3 separate regions of the Zea mays genome follow, and regions 1 and 3 are each linked to region 2. The links are chromatin contacts, called in public Hi-C maps. All regions are on one chromosome and are shown on one strand. The core of a region is the stretch at or near the end of the contact, and the rest is flanking DNA. Distances in the headings are between cores, read along the strand shown. Region 1 holds the start of LOC103637666 (homeobox-leucine zipper protein HOX1-like). Region 2 holds the start of LOC103637669 (protein ARABIDILLO 1). Region 3 holds the start of LOC118476026.

Region 1 (3,651 bases), core at 188-2,687, 420 kb after region 2:
GCGATTAGCAAGCGCATCCATCTCATGCCATATCGTGGTCGTGGATCACGGCCTCCGGGCTGGGCCGTCGACGAACACGGGGAGAGGGCCCCAGCAGGGCCCTGCACGGCCCGCCTGGTCGGCGGACGCGGACGCGGAGGCGAGGCGCTCGCAGGAGGGGCACATGGTGAGCGTGGTGGGCGGCGGCATGCGCGCGTAGTGGTGCGGCGCCACGAGCTTGAGCACGCGCAGCTCCGCCACCTCCCGCTGCAGCCGCCGGTTCTCCTCCGTCAGCGTCTCGCAGCAGCGCTTCAGGAACTCGCAGTCCACCTCCGTCTGCTTCAGCTTCGTCCTGAACGATAATATTATTATTAGACTAGTATTAGCCACGGAGGATGAGTCAGTATAAATGGCATGCGTGTGCTGCTTCAAGGGCGCTGCTTTGTTCACCTGGCTCTGCGGTTCTGGAACCACACCTCCACCTGACGCGGCTTCAGGTTCAGCTGCTTCGCCAGCGCCGCCTTCTGCTTCTGATCAGCCAACGGTTCTTATTATTATTAGATCGAGTTGAAGGTTGATCGATGTTTCTTTTTGGAGGATATAAGTAATTATACACGTACGGGGTTGAGTGTGTTATGCTCCTTGAAGCTCTCCTCGAGGACGGCGGCCTGGTCCTTGGACAGGCGGAGCTTCTTGCGCGACCCACCGCCGGAGTCCTCGTCGTCGCTGCCGCCTCCGGCTCTCGGGGTGTGGTCGGCCACCTCTCCGCCGCTCCTCGCCGGAGCTGCGCGCTTCCCGCTGAGGCTGCTGGAGAGCGTGCTGTTTGGCGACGACGACGCGCCGCCAGGCTCCTCGTCGTCCTCGCTGCAGCTACCCCTCCTGGTATCCCCGGCAGGGGCCCGGTTCACGTCCACCCCCCGCAGGAACGGCATCTCGTGGCCGTGGCGCGCGGCCGCCGGCTGCTGCTGCTGATCCATTGTCGTCCCTGCATGCATGCGCGCAGTATCTCTGTCAGGATTAGAGGAACGGCGTCATGCATGCGGTGTCTGCTCTTTGAATCAATTACTCACCGAAGAAGAGACCGGGGCCGTTCCACTTCCACCACTGCGGCGCGGGGAGGGAGGTGATGGGCGCGACGCTGATAGCTCGCTGCTGCTGCTGCCGCGGCGGTGGCGGGGGCTCGACCTCGACCGGAGCCGCGGTGGCGACGCCGAGGCCGAGGCTGAGGCTCAGCCCGAGCCCGAGATGGTTGTTCCCGTACTGCTCCTCGTCTCTCGCATTAAGCGCCATAATATCCATTGATGGTTGCCACTTTGAGCTCGGTTTCCCTTACAGTTGAAAGAGAGAGAGAGAGAGAGAGAGAGAGAGAGAGAGAGAGATAGCGGTGGATGAATCGATGGAGCTGTCGATGTGGTGTGGCAGTGAGGAGGAAGGGGAGGGTCTTGCTTTTAAAGAGGACGCGCACGGCCGGGGATACTCTGTGGGGGTGGAGACGTGGAGTGCAGGGAGGGACGAAAGGTCAAGGTATCATAATAGTATCGGTGAGGTGAGGTGAGGTGTGGGCAGCCGCGTCACCCTCGCCGGCGCAGCCCAATCATCAGCTGAACCTGGGGGGTCCAGGCGGCACGTAGCGGTGGCGCTGGCGCCTCTCTCTTGCTTGACATGTCCCCCCACGGCACGGGCTCGCGCGGGATGGGTGGATCACCGATGCCTCGGCGATGGCGATCCGTGTGTCCCTTCGCGGATTCCCCGTTGCTCCCGCTCCCGCGACGCGCGCGCGGCTGCTCGGAAACCGTACGACGCCGGGCATCGATCGCAACCGGGTCGTCTATCGGTGCCGCCGGGATCCCGGCGCTGCGCTGGACGGATGCTGCGGCTACTGTCGCTGCTCGTCCTTAAGACAGAACGCAGAAAACTCGGTCTTCGCTCCTGCTGTCGCGCATGCGTGCCACAAGTTTTCTACAATTAGTAGGGGGTGACAGTAATCTGGTCAAAGATGTTGTCTACCGTACATTCCGTGGACGTGTCTTTCCTGAAAGTCAAATATATATGATCGAATAGGCCCTTAATCCGTTCTAGTAGTTTTAGTGAAGGTTTTAAGTAGGGGTGGGCATTTTAAAACCGAAACCCGAACCCGAACCCGAATAGACCGAATTATCGGTCTATTCGGGTTTTCGGGTTCGGGTTCGGTTCCTATATGTGATATATTTCGGATTATGGGTTCGGGCTCGGTTCCTAAGCTTTAAAACCCGAATAGACCGAATAACCCGAAATATAAAAAACCTCTTAATATATGATGATATTATTATATGATTTATGAGTTTATTAGCTAAAAATTATGATATCATCTTAACGATAGTATATATATCTCAGTATGCTATTTTCTATAGTCACTTATTGTAATAATAGTACTTCCAATTAATTATAAATTGTATATATTTTAACAAAAGATAATAGTCTCTCTACTATTCGAGTCTATTCGGTGGACCGAATAGACCGAACCGAAATTATGGGTCTATTCGGGTTCGGTTCCTAAAATTATTTTGGAAATTTCGGTTCTCATTTTTCATAACCCGAAATTTCAAAAACCCGAATAGACCGAACCGAATTACCCTAATAGACCGAATGCCCAGCCCTAGTTTTAAGGTGTCGGGCTACGTACGTCGATCCAGACCAGAGTGCGGACCGGCACACGGCCGGAACGTTGCAAAGCTACAGTACGAGTATCTGGAAACGTTTGTGCGCTGCCACGGAATGGCGCAGTGGTATGAATGCGGATTGGGATGCACGGCACGCCAGACGTGATTGGGCCGTGGGTTTTCGGGCAATTATGAGGTGTGCCCCCGCCCCCGGACGCATGCCGACGCCGCGCGGGCCTCGTCAGCCATCGCGCTGTCCCCTCGCGCGCAACCGGCACCGGCACCCGCTCCCTGGTTGTCTGCGCCGCGCGGGGCTGCAGCTGCCCCACCCCCACCCACGCGGTGTGATGCGGTGCCGGAGGTGGCCCGGGGACCAGCTTACAATCATCGTCGACGCGACTGTCACTTTTCTTTTCTTTTTTTTTACACTGTGCTGGGCGTAGATGGCCTGGTGCTCCTGTTTGCTGCTGCCATCATCATCGACTCAATCATGATCCGGGAATGAGTTCATGATTGGTTCTCAGCACGGCCCTGGTTCGAACGATTGATGATTGCTCGCTCAGCTGATAGGCGTATTTCACTTTTATCTCCAACAGAAAAGAAGAAAGAGGAACCATCGGAACGCATTCGGCCATGCGTGTCATTGTACTGCCATCGTCTCCTGCGGTCCTGACCTGCCATGAGGTACTCATACCGTCATACGAGTCCTGCCACTGCCACAGCCAATCCGAGCGCATGCGTGAGCGGTGGACCTGAGCCGGGCGTGGCTGAGCTCGACCCGCAGGCAGCAAGTGTGCAACAGCCAACAGACAGAGCCAGATCACGTGCTAATGTCCACAACATTTCCCTCCGTTCTAAAATAATTATCATCCTCGTTTTTTAAAAGTAAACTATTTTTTAATTTTCATCACATAAATATGCTGTATTAAAGTAAGATATATATCGATTTTACGAAGCTTTGCATATACACAAGTTATTTCGTGTATAGTCCGTATCCGTAAGCGACAGTTTGTTCTTGTCCGCTCCATCGGCA
Region 2 (3,943 bases), core at 1,198-3,697:
TGAATACTGGTTGTTTACAGGGAAAAAAAAGCATGAAGGTGCCATGTGATGTTTACCTGTTCTAGGACACCATCAAGTTTACATGATCTAGCAAGTGTAACCAAAGCATGGACACCACCAGCCTTTGCAACTTCCAAGCTACACTTGTCATCAGCAGCCAGGTTTGCAAGCGCGCCAGCAGCACGTTCCTAAAGAAAAATGAATAGCAACATATATAGATACTAGTTGGTACAGAACCTTAGTTAGATTGGAAATATGAGAATTAAAGGCTTCATACAAGAACTCCATCAGTTCCAGCAGGCCAACGAAATATTAGATCGACCAGGGCCTTAATGCCACCAGATACTGCAATAGCCGCCTGAAGAAGTGCAACCAATGAATTATTACAAAATTACCCCAATAACAAGTTATACAATGCAGCATCCAAAGAATAACAACCTTGTGGTCCTCGCCTACAGAGAGATTCCAAAGGCCACCAGCAGCTTCTTCGGCAACAAGCCTATTCATCGACTTGGCTAAATTAATGAGTATTGTAATGCCGCCTTCATCTGCAACTGCCTTGGCAACCTTGGTATTCACTGACAAGTTGGCAATAGCCTGCATGGTGACATTAACTAATGTGAGAAGATGGTAAATGCAAGCAAGAACACTAAATACGAAGGGAAGAGAGGAACAATTTATTACTTTTGCTGCTTCAGATTGTGCGCTCTCCCTTGAGCACCTTGCAAGGTCCAGCAACATTCGAATGCCCCCATTCTGCATCACTGCCTCCGACCTTGCAGGATCCACATTTGCACTCTCATCATCCATAACTACAAACGTAGCAAGCGACGTAGCTGCCCGCTCCTGCACATCCTCCTGTAAACTCTTCAACAGTCTAAGCAGCAGTGTAGTGCCCTTCTGCAGCCAGAAACCATCCATGCCTTGTGGGTTGGACTCTGCAATTCGGAGAAGTGACTGTGACAGGATCCATTCGAGCCATGTCATCGTATCACCAGGTATCTTGTCTTTGTGACTCCAGTTACATTGATTGAAAAACTCATGCTCTTTCACATCCACAACTGGAAACATGGTCTCAAAAGATTTGAAGATATCGCTGTTAATCGTTAGCACGACCTTGCCCTTAGAGTTACTAAATACAGCAGGATTGTGAAGCTGTTCCTCCTCAACAGAAATGCAGTTCAGCGTGCATATTAGCTTGAGGGTTTTGGCATGGGAAATGAGGCGTGAAACAGCACTTGGCGGAACATCAGTGCGGGAGACGTCAAGGGCAATGAGGGAGGGAAGCTGGGTCCAGCAGGTGGATGCAGTAGCCCATTTCAGGTTCCGGCATCCTGCTACAGAGAGGAATCGGACAGAGTGGATACCAGCAAGGGCGGCCTCATCCACGGTGCCACAATCGAGGAAAGCCACATCCTCGAGGAGGGGGCAGCACCGGGCGAGCGCTCCGACGGCCTCCGCGTCAACTTCACGGAGACCCGAGAGGCGAAGGCGGCAGAGCTGCGAGCAACAAAGCGCGACGTGGCGGAGGGCGTCGCTAGAGATGCGCTCGAGAGGATCGGGCCCGATCTGGAGGCTCTGGAGGTCCTCGTGCCGCGCGGCGAGGACAGCGAGCGTGGCATCTGTGAGGCCGCGGCAGCCATCGGCCACCACCTCGCGAAGACCACGCGCACGGAGGCCCAGGACGGCCTCTGCCGCCTCGTGGCCGCGCAAGCGTATCCGACGCAGGCTCCCGCACCGCGAGGCAAGCGACGACGCCACCTCCCTGTCATAGCGATGTGCGCGGAGGTCGAGCGTCCTCCACAAGCAGGGTGACGAGCCCAGCGCTCGCCAAGCCCGGCACGCTGACGCCATGCTGGCGCGGTCGCGGTAGTTCAGCCGCGCAAAGAGCTGCAGCACCGTGTCGTCCGGCAGCGCCCTCCAGTCCACCTCCACCGCCGCCGCATCCTCCTCGCCTTCCGGCCCAGCCGAAACAACACGCGATGCGCCCCGCACCACCTTACCCTCCCGTTCCCTGCATGTCCGCCGCCGCACCCGGCGCGTCATCCTGAACGCCCAAACCCTAGCTCCGACACCCCACGCCGGCGACTCAACACCACCACACACGCACCAAAATCAAGCACGCACACAAATCCACAAATTGGCAGGTAGTTAACCAGCTCCCGCCGCGAGATCGACAGGCCACCACCCTCCCGCCGCGTTATCGGGCGGCGGCAGGGGGCAGCTGCACCGATCCGGGGATTTCGAGCTCGGCGCCGCGACGCGACGCGAGCCGAGGATGCCGGTGGCCTCGATCCGTTCCGCGGGCCGGTGGATCCGACCCGGTCTGCGTGCTTCCGTCCCCTTTCCTCACCTCCTGCTAAGAGAAAGGATGGGAGGTCAGGACGAGGTGGAAGTGGGTTCGGACATTATATATGGCGTATGCGTATATGCACCTGCGTATGCGTACTCCGAGCTCCAGTCCAAATACGCCTGCCGGCAATGGCAAGCGTAGGGGGCTCAGCCCTCCGACGCTCTCCAACGCCTCACTGAGGGTATGTTTGGTTGGGTTGTGGCTGTGAAAAAAGCTACTGTGGCCTGTGAGCTGTGGAAAAAGCTGCTGTGGGCTGTGAGCTGTTAAAAAGCTAAAAACCGTTTGGTGGAAACCACTAAAAGCCGTTAAAAGTTCTTAAATATATGTTTTCACAGTTCCATCCAAAAGCCACTAAAAGCAGGTCCAAGGGTGCTTTCAGTTTTGCACTGCGAGAAAGTCAGCTTTTAGAAAAAGCTGTTTTCTGGATCCAGCCCTTTGGTTTGGCTTTTGGCTTTTAGGGGGCAAAAGCCAAAGCCAAAAGCCAAACCAAACACACCCTGAGACGCTCACCCGTCGGCTTTAGCGTTTACGTCTCCTCCCTTTTGCTACAACTAGGAATAGCAACCGAGAATTGTTTGTCGAGAAATAGATTTTTATTTTTGTCTCTGTGATTAAAATATTTCTTGTAGATCCCTACAAACACTTGCAGAGATATTTGCAGAGAAATAGATTTTTTTTATCTTTGTCTTTGTTAGGTCCCGTTTGTTTTCTTTCATTTGTAGGAATTGGAATCTTACTAATGGAATAGGCTATTTTTTTAGAACGTGATATTTCACCACTTTCCAAAGTTATTATATAAGGTTATCTTAAATTCATGGGTGAGAGATGGAAATTGATTCTATAGATTTACATGTTATTTTTCCGATGTACAACTTATAACAGACTCTTTTACTTGCTTTGCTACAACATAAATGTATTATATAATTATCTCTCTCATATGATTTAGGATAATATGCAAATATATTACATATATAAATATATGAACTTAATTAGTTTTGTCTAAATTATAATTATTAAAATGGAATTCAATTCCAACGAAACAAACAAGGCCTAACAGGAATCTCTACATAGAATTATAATAATGCTACACTAACAATAAAATTTTCGACTCCATAAAATCAAGATCTACTGTTGTTATAGGTCATGGGACTATCACTAGACGCACAGGACAGGGGAAGTCATCCCGATATAGACAAATGCGTCGAGCAGTGTCATGCAGTCGTTGTCGTCCTTCACGTCCTCGAAAACCTATGAGTTGGTCTATTTTGCCCCTGGCGGAGTGGATAGTCTCTATGTAAATAGTGGTAGTTTAGGAAATAGAAATAATCCTCTATAAATAGAGGGGAGGGTTGGTTAGTCTAGAATTACTTGGTCACCAATTGTTTTGGCTTAGGGTTCTAGCTCTCATATTTTCCATCTCTAGACTGCTCTAATTTTAGCCAAGGATCCACAACGATTTTGTAACTGTCGACTGTGTTTGCGTTCTTCGAGTTTAATCCGACAAGAGTCGTCGGTACAGCCTACATGTTTTGGTCACTTCCTTGCTGAAATTCTGAAGTTTTGTGTTCTTAGTTTCTCCCTTTCCCTTCT
Region 3 (3,744 bases), core at 221-2,720, 270 kb after region 2:
TTCCTGGACTGCGGACACAATTTCCGGAAAGCACAGGGTGCACTTTATAAAAACCAGGGGCCTATACCGAATTACTTTTACACAGTGGTAGAGCGCGGGTTGAAATCCTATAAACCAGGGACTCTTTAACAAATTGCGCACGGTCAATGGGTATGGACAACTACTGGCCGTTGGATCTGAGTTTTGCGGTCGCAATTAGATCCTCCATTAAAGCGAAGCGGTATGCTATGCCAGCCGTTAGATTAAAAACGGACGAGGCAGATCAACGCCCACACCCGCCCTAAACGGTATGCTAAAGGGTTCCATTGGATTGACCATCCACAGTCCAGATTTAAAGTGATCCCGATCCGTTCTTGTACGCACGATCCAAGGTACACGACCCAGATCTATTTCACGAAGAGTTACTCTCCTGCCTAATCTCCACCGTTGATTAGAATCCAACAGCAGCACGCATTCTTCCCCCAATCCGCTGGTCACCCATGGCGGCGTAGAGCGCACAACGACGGCATCACCGGCGCGTTCCCAATCCAGTGCACAGGTGCCATGAAACCCGAATCAAAACCGGCTCAACAAAGTGGTGGCTACGACGAACCTGCTGAAGGCGGTATTTCCAGCGATTGTAGAGCAGGAGTTGCTGGCCACGATATATGGCGGGCGCAAGGCGACAAGTTGGCACTGGTGAGCGATTCCGACTTCACCAGCAGACCACCGCGCAAGATTCCACCGCGCCCGGGTTCCCGGCGGTCCGCGACGCGTGGTTTTCCCTCCGTGGGCAGCACAGGGTGGCCGATGAGGCTGTTCCACACAGCCGACTTGCCAGCACCGATATTGTCGAGCGCGACGGCATTGAGAATGATGGAGGGGCGGTGCGAGGCGGTCTCATCGGACGGGTCATCGCCCGCAGGTAGCGAGGCGTCCAGCTGCATGGACTCAGAGAGCTGGTCGAGTTCATCAATTGCCCATGGCTGCCGTCGACGACATGGCCGTAGGAATGACAAGGTCGATCGGGGGAAGATCTCGGGATGGTGAGCTGGGGGATTAGGGAGGTAAGGGGAAAGGTGGCTTATATACTTCGAGAACCAGAATCCGGTTGAGAGTTGCACAGTCGCGGCATCCTTGGGGAGTCAGTTCTTGACCGCGCCCAGTTCGCGGGTATGTTGCCTGAGATCTCGGGGAGGAAGACTCTGCGCCTGACGATTCGGTCCCGCAAGACAGTGGCGCGAGCGGGTTTGGGGCGCGCATAGGGTGACTAGCTAGGCGGTCCCGCGCGTCATCGACCCAGAGGAAGGGAGAAGTAGAGATGGCAGTTGGACCCGTGGGTATGGATACCCGCGGGTTTCGTACCCACCGGATATAGATACGCGTACAAAAACTCACCCGTGGGTCCTATCGGGTCGGATACCCGAAATACATCGGGTCGGGTATGGGTAAAATACTTTACCCACGGGTATCCAGTGGATACCCGAAATATCAATATACCTTTTTAAATGTGCTACATCCACTAAAAATGTGCTACATTCACTAGAAAAACTCACTCGCATGTGTTGTTGATTAATGAATATTAATTGTGTTGTGTTAACAGTCAACTGTAATGTAATCGAGACCAATGAGACATTGACAATGTTATAACTGTCAACTGTCATGAACTCATTAAGCTTTTATTCTTTGTACTCAAATTTAAATTTATTGGATGTGATAATTATGAGTTGAGATATTGTATCAACGTGTAGCCACATATAGTCATTCTCGTGTTGCATTGGTGCTTAGATGTAAACTAACATATTTTATGCATTTATTATAACACTGACCGAATGTTATTTAGTCTACAATAACATATCTACTGGATACCCGATACCTGGTGGATACCCGATGGGCATGGGTACGGGTACAGTTTCTCGCCCGATTGGCTTGGTGGGTATATATATTTGTAGAAGTCTCGGGTACAATTTTGGGTCGGGTATTATTATACCCGAACAAAACCTGACCTGCTGCCATCCCTAGGGAGAAGGGGGCGCGGTCGTGTTGGGCTGGCCTGGTAGTGGGCTGAGGGAACCGGGCCGACCAAGGAAACGTGGCCCAAGCGAGAATCCCCCCTTTCTTTTCTTTTTCTTTTATTTATTTCCAATTCATATTTTCCATTTCAACTTTAGGTTTTTAAATTCCAATTTGTTTGATAGATCCACATATGGATTAAATGTTCCAATAAAAGTTCCAATCTGTAGAGATGCATTTATATATATATATATATTATTTATATATATTCTTTTCCTTCCCTCTTCTTTTCTTTCCTATTCCTATCTCAAATTCTAATTTCCTAATTTAACTTGTCTCACAATTTGGCTACAAAAATGCAAGAACTTTATCATGAGGTACATGTTTCTATTTTTATTTATTTTTATTATTTGGCTAGTTTAATCCCATTTATTCAAGAACAAAAGAAACCCAATAATATCCAAAGGTTTTTCAAAATTCTCAAAACATCATAATTTTATTTATTTATTTATTTATTTGACCAATATAATTCCTTTGTTTGAATATGCACAATAATCAAGTAATCTTCAACGGTTCCATAAATATAAAACCTGCTTACATAATAATATTTCTATTTATTTATTTTGATTTTTTTCTATATAAAATTTAGGCTTTACACAATTCCCCAAATTAGTTTTTCCACTGCCCTAGGGCCAATGCCCTAGTCATGGAAGAACCATGGGCAGTCGGCCACCCCTGGCTGCCCGACCACCCCATAGGCTGGTCGACCATGCCATTGGTCGCTTCCAAGGTTGTCTGACCACTTGATTATGCCAAACACACTAATCCCTTTGTCATGTATGTTTGTCATGACGCACTCAACACAACTTGATGGTGTAACCACGTGGGTGGGAAGGCCGCCATATCACCAATCTAAGGCACTTCGATCCAATGGATAACGAAGAAACACAAGATCAATCCAATCGGTCGCAACAAATAACTGTCAAACCGACCTCAATGAAATTAGTTAGTTTCTGTCGACTACCTAAGTCCAATGAAAATTGCAATTTCTATGTGATTAGTAAAAAAACCCACAAAAAGTATTTTGGTCTACAAAAGTTTCTTTTGTACCATGGATGGTCTGAAAGATAAAAAAAGAATAGAAAAAACTAAGGGCATGTTTGGTTCGCTATCTAATTTGCTATATTTTACTACACTTTTGTGCTTAAGGTTAGATGTTCAGTTCGAACGACTAACTTTAAACAAAGTGTGACATAGTTAGCCAGTAACCAAACATGCCCTGGCCAACGCCCGCCAAACTGACCCTAGCTAGTTTAGTGGGGTCGTGCGTGCAAGAGAACCAAAATTCTACCATACATGCTTCACCATGGGAAAAAAAATGAGCTGTCTGGTCGTTGTTGAACAGGTGCGGGTCCTTTTCGCCATGTGTTAGGGCTTATTCAGTTAGCTCTTAATACATTTGGATCGAGTGGTATTGGATGATTTTAAATTCCAAACAAGTTAAAGTTTTTCTAAAAATTTTTTAAATCTTATCTAATCCATGTATAATGGAAATAACTGAATAAGGCCTTAACTGGATTCTTTTTCTTCTGCCGGATCGGCTTTATATTAGTTGCATGCTGAACTCTGCAAACACTCTCGGCTAATCAAACAGTCTTGCTGCGTGCTTAAGGTTTGTAGCGGCGTACTTCCTTTTTTTATTGCTGAAAGCTTTTAACAGTCTACTCCAGCTCTTATCGCATCGGAATCTGA

Evidence for each region. A called contact is a pair of places that touch in the nucleus more often than the background predicts.
Region 1: a contact with region 2 is called in a Hi-C map of ear, with 2.5 times the contacts expected there. The contact joins the promoter of LOC103637666 here to the promoter of LOC103637669 in region 2. A contact is called at or near these places in 3 of 25 Hi-C or Micro-C datasets (ear and tassel).
Region 3: a contact with region 2 is called in a Hi-C map of tassel, with 1.6 times the contacts expected there. The contact joins the promoter of LOC118476026 here to the promoter of LOC103637669 in region 2. A contact is called at or near these places in 2 of 25 Hi-C or Micro-C datasets (ear and tassel).

Annotation. Positions count from the first base shown.
Region 1 is chr1:94,356,572-94,360,222 of Zm-B73-REFERENCE-NAM-5.0, reverse strand. It overlaps LOC103637666 (homeobox-leucine zipper protein HOX1-like), which reads right to left and starts at 1,437. Exons shown (of 4, transcript NM_001331124.1): 1 at 1,050-1,437; 2 at 600-964; 3 at 430-509; 4 at 1-331. The coding sequence starts at 1,278. The coding sequence ends at 46.
Region 2 is chr1:94,779,205-94,783,147 of Zm-B73-REFERENCE-NAM-5.0, reverse strand. It overlaps LOC103637669 (protein ARABIDILLO 1), which reads right to left and starts at 2,447. Exons shown (of 12, transcript XM_008660227.3): 1 at 685-2,447; 2 at 439-597; 3 at 278-358; 4 at 57-188. The coding sequence starts at 2,046.
Region 3 is chr1:94,510,876-94,514,619 of Zm-B73-REFERENCE-NAM-5.0, reverse strand. It overlaps LOC118476026, which reads right to left and starts at 1,470. Exons shown (of 2, transcript XM_035964054.1): 1 at 593-1,470. The coding sequence starts at 926.